3 separate regions of the Mus musculus genome follow, and all the other regions are linked to region 2. A link is a contact called in public promoter capture Hi-C data. All regions are on one chromosome and are shown on one strand. Each heading gives the region's core, a stretch centred on a gene start, on an enhancer-like site or on the middle of the called end of the contact. The rest is flanking DNA. Distances are from core to core; before and after follow the strand shown.

Region 1 (4,477 bases), core at 188-2,687, 140 kb after region 2:
TACAGAGTGACCTGTCTCCACAAGCAAACAAAATCCTTTAAAGAACAATTAATTTTGATTTATAAGTCAATGATAAGATTTACCAACTGAAAGGTTTTTTTTTTAATCAAAAATGTGAGAAGCAGATCTCTTTTGAGTTCCAGGCCAGCCAGGACTATACAAGTGAGACCTTGTGGAGAACCTGAGGTAGCAAGATGGCTTAATAGATATAACACTTGCCAGACATGTTCAAGTACTATCCCCAAAACCCACATGGTAGAAGAAAGAACCACCAATAATTTCAAGCTGTTCTTAGACACACACACACACACACACACACACACACACACACACACACACACACACACACACGAGTAAAAGAAGACAAGCACTTTCCCCACTGAACTAAATTCCCTGATATCTGAAGGATTTTCTAAAGACACCTTTTTAGAGGAATAATGGATATGATGGTCCATCCCTTTAATTCTAGTACTCAAGATGCTAATGCAGGAGGACTGCTTATCTTGAGACCATCCTGAGTTCCTGAGAGCCTGTATTAACAGATATACCTATTCTTTTGGCAGTCATGTCTCACAATGTTTATGTAGCCCAGAATGGCCTAGAATACACCATGTAACCCAGGCTAGCCTTGAACTTTTAATCCTCTTACTTCAGCCTCTAAGGCTGTGATTACAAGTGTATTTCAACATCCAGGGATCATTTTTACTTTTGACATGGTAGTGTGATCACAAGGGAAAAAAGCATCTCTGGCACTAAAGAAATAGAAAAAAATAAAATTTCTAAAAATGAGCTGCTACAAATGAGAACTGATATAAGATTCAAGACAGAAAAAAAGGTGGGGGTGCTGGAGAGATGGCTTAGTGGTTAAGAGCACTGACTACTCTTCCAAAGGTCCCGAGTTCAAATCCTCACAACCACACGGTGGCTCACAACCATCTGTAATGAGATCTGAAGTCCTCTTCTGGTGTCTGAAGACAGCTACAGTGTACTCACATATAATAAATAAATAAATCTTAAAAAAAAAAGATTCAAGACAGAAGTCTAAAGACGGGGGCACCTGTACTGCTGCCTATTTGACTAGGACTCAAAACACAGCAAGGCCTACTTCAAAAACAAGAATTAGAGCCTGGTCAGTCCTCGTGAAAAATAAGGGCCCTGGACATTCACACGGCAGCCCAGCAGAGGTCCTTCAGAATGTGAGGACTAATGAATCTTAGGGCAAAGCTGCACGTAGCTGGGATGGGACAGAGGTGAGGGAAAGCAGCCTTATACTGAGAAGCTGTGCAAGGACCTTGTATGGCCCTCTAGGGTGAGTCAGGTGCTTCTGTATGCACACGTGGAGAGGACCAACCAGAAACTGCTGGCTACTCACTCACTGCAATTTATGATTACCTCTGAGACTGAACACTGTAACCAGTGCTACTGTGAGGCATGGTTTTCTGTCTTCAAAGATAGTGTGCCGCCAAGGGCCAATATTCAGTAAGTCTTCCCTGATCTTACAAAGTCTGTATGCATACTTTTTAATCTTTTAATCTCAACCCTCCCCCAAGTGGTAAACCCCTCCTCCCAGAACTTGGCTGACTCCTCCTTAGTGGTTCTTTTATAATCACCATCTGCATTAAAATAAAAGCCAAGAGAACTTCCTGTCCGGTCTGGGTCTTTTACCCAGGCTGGCTGAGCTGCTTCTGCCTTGTTTGTGTGTTCCTTTGTGACAGTGAGATTATTCTAACACACTAAATCTCATTATGCCTGGCATACTGCTTCATCTTAGCAAGCAAAAGTAGTAAAGAAGAAATTGCTATTGTAAGCTACACATGGTAGTACATTGCTGTGAGACAGGAGGATCCTCAGAAATGCAAGGCAAAGCTGGAGGAGAGGGAGGGACATAGTGAATTTAGAGTATCCTGGCTATATAGCACTACCCTGTCTAAAACAGTTACAACACTGTTAATGTGAATTAACCAATGAAAGAAAACCAACTGACCAAAATAGAAATCTGAGAATTTGAGCCATTCAGTGAAAGGAACTTGCACAATAGGCTTTGAGAAATCTAATTCAAAGGACTCAACGATGAGATATAATTCAAATAATTGGGAGTTCACATCATTGGGCAGCTCTCAACTGCCTGCAACTCCACCTTTAGGGGATCTAACACTTCTGGCTGCTGAGGATGCCTGCACATATATGGTTCACATACACATATTCAAGCACATACAAATACACATTAAATAACTGAATCTTTAAGGGGGTGGCACAGGGGATCCAAGAAGAAATTCCAATATAATCATGTATGACCTCCAGTGGGAGTAAAGAGCATTAAGAATGCTAGTGAGAGCTGGGCGTGGTGGCGCACACCTTCGATCCCAGCACTCGGGGAGGCAGAGGCAGGTGGATTTCTGAGTTCGAGGCCAGCCTGGTCTACAAAGTGAGTTCCAAGACAGCCAGGGCTATACAGAGAAACCCTGTCTCAAAAAGCCAAAATAACAACCCCTGCCGCCCTCCCCCCCATAAAAAGAATGCTAGTCAGCTCAAAGATGACGGAGAATCATAAAAAGACCATGACAAACCTGGAATGGTGGTGGATTTGTGTAATCCCATCACTTGGTAGACAGAGGCAGAAGGATCAAGAACTTCAGGTCTATACAAGAGTTATACAATGAATTTAAGTCCAACTAGGCTACATAAGATCCTGTCTCAAAAATAAATAAATAAATAAATAAATAAATAAATAAATAAATAGTACATGAGCTGGAGACATCAGACAGTGGTTCAGAGCACTGGCTGCTGTTCCGAAGGACCCAGGTTCAAGTCTCACAGTCAGTTCACAACCATCTGTGACTCCAGTTCAAGATCTGACACCTTCTGACCTCTTCCAATAACAGGTTCAGATGTGGTGCACACACATACATGCAGGCAAAACAAAAATACACATAAACAAAAATAAAAAATTTAAAACTGAGACACCAAAGATAAAAAGGATGGACTGAAGCCTGGGCAAATATACTTGCAAGCAGAGTAGGGGTCCAAGACTGTTCTGTCACAGACAAAGTACACCAGAAGAGAGTGGCAGACTTAAGCAAGGTCAAGTCTTTTCGTTTGTGCCAAATAGATAAATTCTATAGATGTGCTTAAAATCAACCTGGACAAAATGCCAGAAGAGATTAGTGAACAAAAGATATCAGAGGAGAAGCTGCACAGAAGACCTTAGTATAAATATCTGTTTCTTTTAAAAATCGCTTTGTGAGGGGATAGTATAAGATATTACTTAGCACACACAAAGACTTGGGTTTGATTCCTAGTACTGTATAAACCAGGAGTGCAGGCTAGTCTTATGTCAACTTGACAGAAGCTGAGTCATCTGAGAGGAGGCAACCTCAATTAAGACAATGCCTCCCTAATATAGGGCTGTAGTCAAACCTGTAGGGCACTTTTCTTTTCTTTTTTTAAAGATCTATTTATTTTATGTATATGAGTACACTGTAGCTGTACAGATGGTTGTAAGCCATCATGTGGTTGCTGGGAATTGAACTCAGAACTTCTGCTCACTCTGGCCCTGCTCGCTCCAGCCCAACAAAGTGAGTTCCTGGACAGCCAGGGCTATACAGAGAAACCCTGTCTCAAAAAACCAAAAAAAAAAAAAAAGATTTATTTATTATTATAATATGTAAGTATACTGTAGCTGTCTTCAGACACACCAGAAGAGGGCATCAGATCTCATTACAGATGGTTGTGACCCACCAAGTGGTTGCTGGGATTTGAACCCAGGACCTTCGGAAGAGCAGTCAGTGCTCTTAACCACCGAGCCATCTCTCTCTAGCCTGGGAATTTTCTTAATTAGTGATTGATGGGGGAGGGCTCAGACCATTGTGGGTGATGCCAGCTATGGGCAGGTGGTCCTGGGGTCTACAAGAGAGCAGGCTGAGGAGTAAGACAGTAAGCAGTATTCTTCCATAGGTCCATAGCATCAGCTCCTGCCTCCAGGTTTCTGCCCTGTTTGAGTGCCCGTCCTCATGTTTTTGAAGGCTTTTGTTCACTACAGTGTCCCAGGTTCTTGTCTGTTAATTAATTCTGTTGAAGGGTCAGTGGAGTTAGACATTGTAGAAAGTCAAAATACCTGTGAGATGTTGGACTAAGCTCTAAGGAATCATTACAACTTAATTTCTCCTCAATTTTGCAAAGTCTATTCTGAGCCACTTTATATTACTTGAAGCTTGTGACATGGGATACTCTCCATGCACAGATTGTATCCTAACTAATTCCTATAGAACAGCAGGAATAACCAATTGTTGTGTGTGGGGGTCAGAAGACAATCCTGGGTGCCATTCTTCAGCATTTTTTTTTTTTTAATTTATTTATTATATGTAAGTACACTGTAGCTGTCTTCAGACATTCCAGAAGAGGGCGTCAGATCTTGTTACAGATGGTTGTGAGCCACCATGTGGTTGCTGGGATTTGAACTTCAGACCTTCGGAAGAGC
Region 2 (4,380 bases), core at 1,583-4,082:
CCTCCCAAGTGCTGGGATTTAAGATGTGCGCCACCTTGGTCATGAACTCTTAATGACCTTCCTGTCTCAGCCTCCCCAGTACTGGCTGAATCAATTATCTTGGTAATAAGAAAATCAGAGTTCAGAGACTGAACACACCCAATATCCTGCACTCAGAAGGCATGGTAAGCATTCTAATGCTGATCTGGTATTCTTTACTAGAAAGAAAGAAAGAAAGAAAGAAAGAAAGAAAGAAAGAAAGAAAGAAAGATAGATAGATCGACCCAGTCGAGAGTTTTTGAATCACCGGCCCACAATGATCCCAGTTCATGGGAAGCTGAGGCAGGAGGGATTTGGGTTCAAGAGCCAGGTGACACACACCTTTAGTGCCAACACTCAGGAGGCAGAGGCAGTTGGATCTCTGTACATTCAAAGCCAGTCTGGTCTCAGAGTGAGTTCCAGGACAGCCAGGGCTACATACAGAAACCCTATCTCAAAAATAAATAAATAAAATAAACCACACCCACCCACACACACACACACACAGACACACCCACACAAAAACCAAAGAAAGGCAGCTTGTCTCGTAAAAATGAGTCCTTCAAATCAGTGGGAAAAAGTTTTAAGTTCCTCAGCTATAGAACCATCATCATCAACCTTCCAAAGGCAGGTGACACTTACCAGAAGGAAACTAGGCTGTTGTAGGTGAGGGAACGCCATAGCAGACTCCCAGGGCCGGCAAGAAACGGCTGCCTTAGGGAACCACTGTGGAAAAACAAAGACAAAATCTCAATATCTTCTATACCACAGAATTTCAGGATGCCCAGGAGAACATTTGAACTCAGCACAAATTACATCACATATTCCTTTGATTTTTAAAATGCAAACTCATACAGATCACAGTAGCCAGCTTCAGAACTAGCTTTGTGGTGGCAACTCCTTGATAATGCTTCTATAGCACTTGTTAGATGCCAGGATGACACTAAGAGCTTTTCATTTATTTCCTTACCTAATCACCAGCAACAGGCAGAATTCCTGACTAACCCCCAAGACTCTTCTTGCTTGTCAATTCAATCAAACACTCATCTAAGTGCTATTCTAAAGAGACTTTAAAAGAACCAACTACAGTACAATGTCAGTGGACTTTAAGACATAGAGCATAGCTTAGCAAGAATTCAAGACCTCAAAGAAACTGGATTCTGGCAGCATCTTGAATAAGCCTGGAATCATATTCTTCCCTAGAGCCTGAAGATTAAAGCAAGTCTTGATCTGGACCTTCTAATACCCTAGTGCCTGCCTGAACTGGTCACTATGTGACTATGGGAAAACAAACACAAAGGGGGCTAGGTAAAGCACCACTAGGAAATACATCTTCACAGCCCACAAGGCTGATGCAAATCAGGAAACAAGGGTAAAAAACAGCAAAAGACTTCTCAGCACCCACCTAGCAATCAGCAGAGCCAAGAGTCTAGCAAACTCCTTACAAATCTCGTGTCTGTAAGAGAAGGGTGAAGCAAGTAATGTGTGCTTCTTGCGACAAATGAAGAAGTTCTATGAAGGAAGAATTTGAACTCACCACCAAAAATTAGGCATAGCCCTGCAGCTTCCTACCTCCCAGTGCCTATGGTAAGAAACACAAAACAATCAAGAGCTGGAAAGAGCAGAGAGCCTACTGTGTGCCACCGATGGACTAGTGATAGCTTTTCTGTCTCAGCCCTGCTCACTACAGGAGAAAAGGTGCTAAGCTGGCAATGCCAGTCTGCAAGGAGAGAAGCCAGACAGTAGGAGTTTAAGGCAGTTGTGGTTTTGAAAGACCACCAATCTTTGCCATGTGGCAAGAGAAACAATTCTTAGGTTTTGGGTTTTGTTTTGTTTTTTTTTTTCCAATTCTTAATTCAGTCTCAGTGTTAAGGAAAACTGAAAATGTTTCAGTCCTGACCTACATTGCAAACTACCATGAAATGATCAGGGCAGCATAAAATTGTGGACTACTCGATAAGGGCAGAGATCTAAAGGAGACAAGAAGTCAACTCTCTCCTCAGAAGAAGCAGACAGTTGAAAAATCAGAGATGTCTAACGAAGGTCTTTCCACGATTCCACGAATAGGGCAACGACACTGATACTCTTGCTTTTAGGCCCTGTCACCCACGCCCGAAGCCAGCGTGCATGCAGTGCCGAAGGCCTTTGCTTCGGTCGACCCCTCAAAGTCCACTTTCTTCAAGAACTGCTTGCGACTGTTTTTGAGGTTTCTAATGACTACGAACTCCAGCCAAGCTTAGCGCGCCACTGTCAAGAACTCCCTCGGCTGACTCTGAGAAGCTGCGGCGTGCCCTCATTTGTTGATCACAACTTCCTATACCTCCAAAGTTTCGAGACTACCCTATTACATTACAGAGGAGGAAACTGAGGCTCGGGAAAGTCGCAAGGTAGAACCTAAACCCACAACGAGTTCTACTACCAAACATCGCTAGCTGAGCCCAAGGTTCAACTTTCCCTCCAAGTCCCCCTCCCTCAACTCTCACATCGAGCGTTCATCCACCCCCTACCCGGACCGTCTGCGAGGACCACGCAGGAAGGCGGCAGAAAGCCATGACCCTGGAGAGCGGCGTGAGGTTGCAGCCGGGCCCTGGGCTCCCGGCCGGCCCCGTACAGGCCGAGCTGTCGGGAGGCCCAAGTCCCCCACAGCTCGAGGAGGAACGGAGCCAGCCTCGGCGGGGACCCGAGAAAACCGCACGGTGCTGGGCTGCCTCGCGCGCGGCTCCCGCCACTCACCTGCCGTGCTGATAGCACAAATCTCGAGCTTCTCAGAGAAGGGAGCCGCCATTCGGACACTCGGCGCCTAATGTCGTCATCAAGCTGCGCCGGGTGCCACGCCCCCTTAGTTTGGCGGGAATCCGAGAGGATCAAAGTAAGGTCTGAAATACAGAAGACAACAGGAATACGCGTCTAGAAAAATAGATATAGGCAAGACTTTTCAACACTGTACTTCACTGACACAGAAATAGCCTGGAGAATTAAAATGGGACTACATGAAATGAAAAGTTTCTAGAAAGAGGTTGTTGCCCTGGTGACACACGCTTTTAATCCATGCGTTCTGGAGGCAGAGGCAGGCAGATCTCTTGAGTTCAAAGCCAGAGGTTCAAGATAGCCAGGATTACACAGAGAAACCCTGTCTTGAAAAGACAAACAATCAAGCAATCAATAATTGAAACTTCTTTGAAAGAATTCTTCCTGGTTAAGAACCAACAAATATACAAGTACACAAATAACACCCCCACCCCCAATAAACCAGGTGTTGGTGGCAGCACACGCCTTTAATCCCATCACTAGGGAGGCAGAGGCAGGCAGGCAGATCTCTGTGATTCTGAGGCCAGCTTGGTCTTCAGGGTGAGTTCTAGGACAATCAGGGCTACATAAACCCTGTCTCGAAAACAAAACAAAAATCCTCATACTTCTTAAGCTAATAAAAATTTTAAAAGTTGTTTTTTTAGAGCCCTTAAAGAGTGCTTCAAGGAAGAAACCTGCACAAAATAGATAAGTACATGCAATCCTAAATACCCATCATCCAACAGGATTTACCAAGTACCCAGCATATGCCAGGCACGGTTCTGGGTGCTGCTACCTAAATCCGTCTATCAGGGATCTGATCGTCAGGCAGCGGACAGCTTTCCACCACACCATTCCCATGGCTAACATACTGCCCTATTCACATTAAGCACTCAGAACAAGTCAAGCAAGTATGTAAAAACCTCTCGGGATGCTTGCCCTGGGTTGTTGGAGCCGCTACAGACTGGGAGCTGCAGGGCCTGGCAAGGAAAGAGGTGGCCAGTAGCTGGCGCTGTGGAGGCTCCTCACCTGCTAGACTGCAGCGAATTCTGCAGGGTGGAAGGGAATTGGGGTGGGGAGTGGTGGTCAGGGGAAGAGGCGGGAGAGGGAAGTGGAGGAGGTACGCGGGCCCAACACTCACCTTTTTCAGGGTGCTCGACTGACAGAGGCTAGACTCAGGGCTTTCACAGGTCTGGGGGAGGCCACGCTGCAAAAGCTGGGCATGAAGGGAAAAAGGTGCTGAGCACCAAGGAGATGGGCTGCATGGACTTGGGCAGGTTGCAAGTCCCTGCAGACACGCCTGCTTTGGAACTCTTCCAAATCTCATCTGCTACTCTGAAAAAGCCCCACCACAGCACGATACATACTCTGTCCATGTTCTCTCTCTCTCTCTCTCTCTCTCTCTCTCTCTCTCTCTCTTCCTCTCTTGTCCCAAATATTTATATTTATTTTTCTGTTCCCATACCTTTCCTTTTCTTTTTCTTTTTTGTTTTTTCGAGACAGGGTTTCTCTGTGTAGCCCTGGCTGTCCTGGAACTCACTCTGTAGACCAGGCTGGCCTCGAAGTCAGAAATCT
Region 3 (4,568 bases), core at 1,586-4,085, 220 kb before region 2:
CATGCCTCCAGCAAGTCCTAAGTGCTGGGCGCTGGGCAGCCATGCTCCAGAGCAACAATTGGGAATTGTGTTGGTGCCAGGCCACCCAAAAGAGCCCTAAGGACCACACAGCAGTGCCTCAGGAGACTGCACAGACTGGAACTTACGTGGGGACCAAATGGCTGTTGGGGTTGAGATTAGGAGGCCCAGTGGAGAGGGTGACCTAAAGTGGACTGGTGCTACAGAGGTAGGCTTGTCAGGCCTGTGGGGTCCGTCCCCCATGCCTTAGGGGTGCATGGAAGGCCTCTGTTGGGGGCTGTTTAGACTATTGCTATTCCAGTTCCAAGCACTGGAGTCTGCCAGATCTCACTGGTGAATAATCCCAAATCCAAGATTTGATGAGGTTTGTGTGTTCTTTACCCATCCCGCAAGGCCCCAGAGGGACAGGCTCCTAGGAGGCCCCTTTCCCAGGACTGCCTTGCCACTCTTCTGAGGCCAGGTGCCCTCTGACCTGCCTTGAAGTGGAATTTGATACTGTACATTGTCTCAATGCCTGTTTTTACATATTCCTTTCATTAAAGGTTTTAGTTTGGGTGTATTTTTTTGGTCAGGTTGGCATTGATCCTTTCTTAAGATGCTGTGAGAACCATTTCATCCAATGCCAAATAAACTTGTGTTATGGAAAAAGCATGGTCAGTTCTTGCTGTGGCCAGCCCCTCGACAGGGCTCTCCTAAGTTTTCAGCCCTTACAGGCATCCAGTTGGCTTCTGACACCCCTTGGTTGAGGACCAGATGGCTGAGCTTGGAGCCTCTGGAGGGTGCATGGCAAGGGGCCACACTCCTCTGAAGTTACACTACAGTCAATGCCAGGGCTGGTATATCCCCGTTACTAGTGTCCAGTGCAGGGAGGGCGCTGGACTTCATCTCTGACCATCCAGGTGGCTGTAAGCAGCTCCTTCCAGCAGGAGCTGCAGCTTGGAGGGTAGCGATTGGCAACTTACACCCAGGACTGGGCTGTTCAATGCCTTTTCCTACAGGGCTGGAAAGGCTTGAGTCCTCTGAGAAGATTTCAATCTATAAAAAATTGGATGATCTTGTCTTTCCAGAAGTCCTAAGATGCTAAAGACTTGCATAGCCTATTGCCTTGGGCTGAGGCCTCTCCTGAAAAGAGGGGGTTACACCCACCCACTATGGCACTCAGCCTGCTGGGGGTGAGAAGCAGAAAAAGCATTTACTATCATTTCTGTGAGACACCAGGATTCTTGATAGCAATGTTTGCGTGCGTGTGGGGTGTGTGTGTGTGTTATCCAGATCTCAAGAGGAAAGGAGACGTAGGGAAGGAGAGAGGGTTTTTCTGCCATGCTTTGGAGGAAAAGGGACACAGCAACCATGTAAGATCTGGGCAGTGAGGGCCTGTGGCCGGGTTGCCAAAGATGTCTGGCAGGGGCTAAATAGAACAAGCCACTAAGTTTAGGGCGGAAGGAGAGATGGAGATAATAAATTGGAAAGGGCATGCATTCCCAGGCAGGAGAGATTTGTGCTTAACAGGCAAGTTAAAGTAACAAGGCTGAGTGTGTGTCTTTTGTCCTCGGATTCTAGGGTCCCAGGAGTGGGCTGGTAATGCAATCCCCTCCTGGAGCAAAGGTGGGTAGAAAAGGAAGCCAGCTTAGGGCTTGGTTTTGAGGATCCTGGAGCTAAGCCTGGTGGAACAAAAGGGAGCCAGGAGTGGCTGGTGGCGCAGCGGGCCCCCCCCCCCCCGCCCCGCAATCCCAGGCAAGGTGGTAGCATGTTTTTTAAAACTACACACAACAAAGGTGTGCACCTCCATGCCCCACACAATATTTTAATTTTTATAGTTTTTGTGTGTTTGTGCATGAGTTTATGTATTTGCACCCCATACATGCAAGAGCCCTTATTGGTCAAACTCAGGAACCAGACTTTCAGCTGTAATCAAGTTCACTGTCCTAACTCAGAAGGGCCAGTAACTACAGCAGGCTGTCACAAAGGCTGGCAAGGGGTTGGGTTAAGAAGGATCTGCTGAGGCCTTTGGTGGGGACAGGAGCTTCATTCTACCCTCAACACATCTGAAGCAGGGTGCCTGGGGCTCTGCCAACACTGCCCTTTCCTCCCTGTCCTCTCTTCAAGGAAGAGCCTGGTCCTCCAGCAGTGCTGAGGGAGAATCCAAGGAGACATGCTAAGCAAGTACTCTTCCACTAAGCTATACCATGGGAAAGAGATGCTGAGAACTGGAATACTGAGAGGGGCAGCCCTCCAGCCCACTCCCTGGTAGTCATTGTTCAGCCTAACCTGCTCAGACATGGTGCCCATGTGCAGAAGCACATCAGGAAGCCAAGGAGGCACAGACACTTCCCTCCAGAGTGCCAGGGACTTGAGCCACTGTAGTATCCCCACCACAGGAGGGCTGCAGCTTCTCCTGAGACCTTTGTCTTTGGGAGGGTAGTCCTCAGACGAGCATCAATAGGAAGGCTGATGTGGACCTGGACTTGGAACGGGTTGGAATCTCAAACTTGTAGCATGAGAAAGAACAGCCATGCCTCCTAGCCTAAGTCTTGGGCAGTAGGATCCAATGTGCCCTCACCTCTTGAACTAATTTCTTTGACGGTGGTTTCGGCATGTCACTCCTGGTCTCTGTTACTCATTTTCACTGCTGTAAGAGTAATAACCAGACGCCCTTCGGGAGAAATGCCAACAGTTACACTGGCTGCAGCAGCTCTGAAGTTTAGGCTCCAGCCCACCTCCATTCCTAGTGGCTCTACCTGGGCTCCACCTACTCTAGCCTCACCTCAGCATGTCCACAGGGCTTATCCAGACCTCTAGTTCACCTACCAATGAATGCAGAGCAGCCTTCTAAGTAGCCTGGCTGTACATTCCTCATCCACTTTGCAGTTCTCCGGAGTCAGCCACTGCAGCATCATGTGGGCCCTGGACTTCTTGCTCAGCTTCCTCCTTATACAACTGGCGGCACAGGTGGACTCCAGTGGTGAGCACCAAGGCTCTGCCTGACACCACCTACCTACCAGTGATGGGGCAAGTTTGGGAGGAGACGCACTGACAAGGGAACAGCCTCTACTGGCTAACCTGTCTCCATTCCTGGACTGGGGTCAAGATGGAACTTTATAAAGAACCACAGTGGTCCCCTGCCTCCTGTCTACAGGTACCTGGTGCTACGACTCCCAAGACCCAAAGTGTGGTGAGAACAGTTGTAACAGGCTATGTGGATCTGTCTGGTCTCTGTCAGCTCCTGTGCTCCAAAGAACTGGACACTGTGATTCTGTGTGTCTGCTGTCAGGGTCTGTGAGTCTATGGGTGTGGCTAGATCATGTGTGTGTTGGGATGGTCCCCAGCATGAGTATGCAGCCGTGTCCCAGACCCTCCTACCTTATCTCTCTGTGGGCCAGTATGCTTGCAGACTTATAAGTCAGATGGGTGCTGCTGCAGCCAGGTGTGTGGAGGGCAGAGGGAGGGCATCTGGGTATATGGAATCCCTCGTTGTACTCCCAGACTTGCCTTTGAGACCCCTGCTGCAGACACTAGTCCTTCTTTTCTCAGGCCCTGCCCACTGGAAGGAACTAGCACCTGCCTGTGGGGGCCCAACCCAGTCCCCTATCAACATTGACCTTCGATTGGTCCAGCGGGACTACACTCTTAAGCCCTTCATCTTTCAAGGCTATGATTCAGCCCCTCAAGATCCTTGGGTCCTGGAGAACGATGGCCACACAGGTCAGCATCATAAGGTTGAGACTGCCACACAGAAGCAGGACTCCATACAGCTTACAGGAACCTCACCCATACACAGGGATGAGGACCCACAGACGAGCTGAGACACCAGCTTCTCAAAAGAGCTCACTACCCCCCAACACACAACACAAATGGGCTAACCAGCTATAAAAATGGGATACGCAGACGAGTCCAAATCCTCGTGGACAAAGCAGAGGAGGCTCTACACACGATGTAGGGAGGTGGCAGGGGACCCTCTATAAATGAAGCTAGCCATGACCCCTGAGGACAGTCAGTTCATGTCCAGATGCCAAGATGCTGGAAAGAAGTCAAGGTCCTCATAACTGAAACTGCTAGTGACAGTGTTATTCCTACCCTGGGGAGTCTGCTGGTGAGGAAAACTCTCATGTGCTCCCTGCCTTCAGTGCTACTTCGAGTAAATTCCTGTCAGCAGAACTGCCCAGCCATCCGAGGGGCTGGGCTCCCGTCACCAGAGTACCGGCTACTGCAGCTGCACTTCCACTGGGGCAGCCCAGGGCACCAAGGCTCCGAGCACAGCCTGGATGAGAAGCATGGCTCTATGGAGGTGGGTTCAGGGTGGACCAGAAGGAAGACAGGCGTAGGGAGCAGAGAGCAGCTGGTCACTACCTTTGTTCTGTATCCCCTAGATGCACATGGTCCACATGAACACAAAGTACCAGAGCATGGAGGATGCACGGAGCCAACCAGATGGGTTTGCTATACTGGCTGTGCTGTTGGTGGTGAGGAAGGGGCTGTGGCCCCGTACATGTTTCCAGAAACAGGGACTTGGAGTTGTGTGGAGGGACCAGGGATCTTCAGCTCTGAAAGAC

What was found. Promoter capture Hi-C pulls out the DNA fragments that hold promoters and counts their contacts.
Region 1: a promoter capture Hi-C map of neural stem cells shows a contact between it and region 2. The contact joins the enhancer-like site here to the promoter of Smpd4 in region 2. A contact is called at or near these places in 10 of 39 promoter capture datasets (the 3T3-L1 cell line, the C10 cell line, the SN4741 cell line and 7 more), 1 of 15 datasets of contacts at CTCF or cohesin (pro-B cells), 10 of 484 Hi-C or Micro-C datasets (B cells, the C2C12 cell line, Sertoli cells and 5 more), 4 of 115 datasets of contacts at active chromatin or transcription factors (the SCID.adh cell line, bone marrow-derived macrophages and embryonic stem cells) and 4 of 9 other capture datasets (adipose tissue, liver, macrophages and 1 more).
Region 3: a promoter capture Hi-C map of stem cell-derived epiblast-like cells shows a contact between it and region 2, with 2.6 times the contacts expected there. The contact joins the promoter of Car15 here to the promoter of Smpd4 in region 2. A contact is called at or near these places in 15 of 39 promoter capture datasets (the 3T3-L1 cell line, the C10 cell line, the HPC-7 cell line and 10 more), 1 of 15 datasets of contacts at CTCF or cohesin (the NIH/3T3 cell line), 1 of 484 Hi-C or Micro-C datasets (the HPC-7 cell line) and 3 of 9 other capture datasets (adipose tissue, embryonic stem cells and pancreatic islet).

Annotation. Positions count from the first base shown.
Region 1 is chr16:17,475,656-17,480,132 of GRCm38.p6, reverse strand. The region is part of intron 2 of Crkl (v-crk avian sarcoma virus CT10 oncogene homolog-like); the gene reads right to left. Among named protein-coding and RNA genes, the nearest start is that of Aifm3, 14 kb to the left of the region's middle. Within about 2 kb of position 1,437, at least 16 of the 459 cell types and tissues checked have an H3K27ac peak or open chromatin away from gene starts, as enhancers often do. A contact at or near this core is called in the SCID.adh cell line and neural stem cells, where this site is marked.
Region 2 is chr16:17,617,806-17,622,185 of GRCm38.p6, reverse strand. It overlaps Smpd4 (sphingomyelin phosphodiesterase 4), which reads right to left and starts at 2,832. Exons shown (of 19, transcript NM_001164610.1): 1 at 2,752-2,832; 2 at 661-744. The coding sequence starts at 699.
Region 3 is chr16:17,836,453-17,841,020 of GRCm38.p6, reverse strand. Car15 (carbonic anhydrase 15) reads left to right here and starts at 2,835. Exons shown (of 8, transcript NM_030558.2): 1 at 2,835-2,980; 2 at 3,155-3,190; 3 at 3,550-3,720; 4 at 4,143-4,303; 5 at 4,386-4,478. The coding sequence starts at 2,914. It overlaps Dgcr2 (DiGeorge syndrome critical region gene 2), which reads left to right. Exons shown (of 10, transcript NM_010048.3): 10 at 1-666.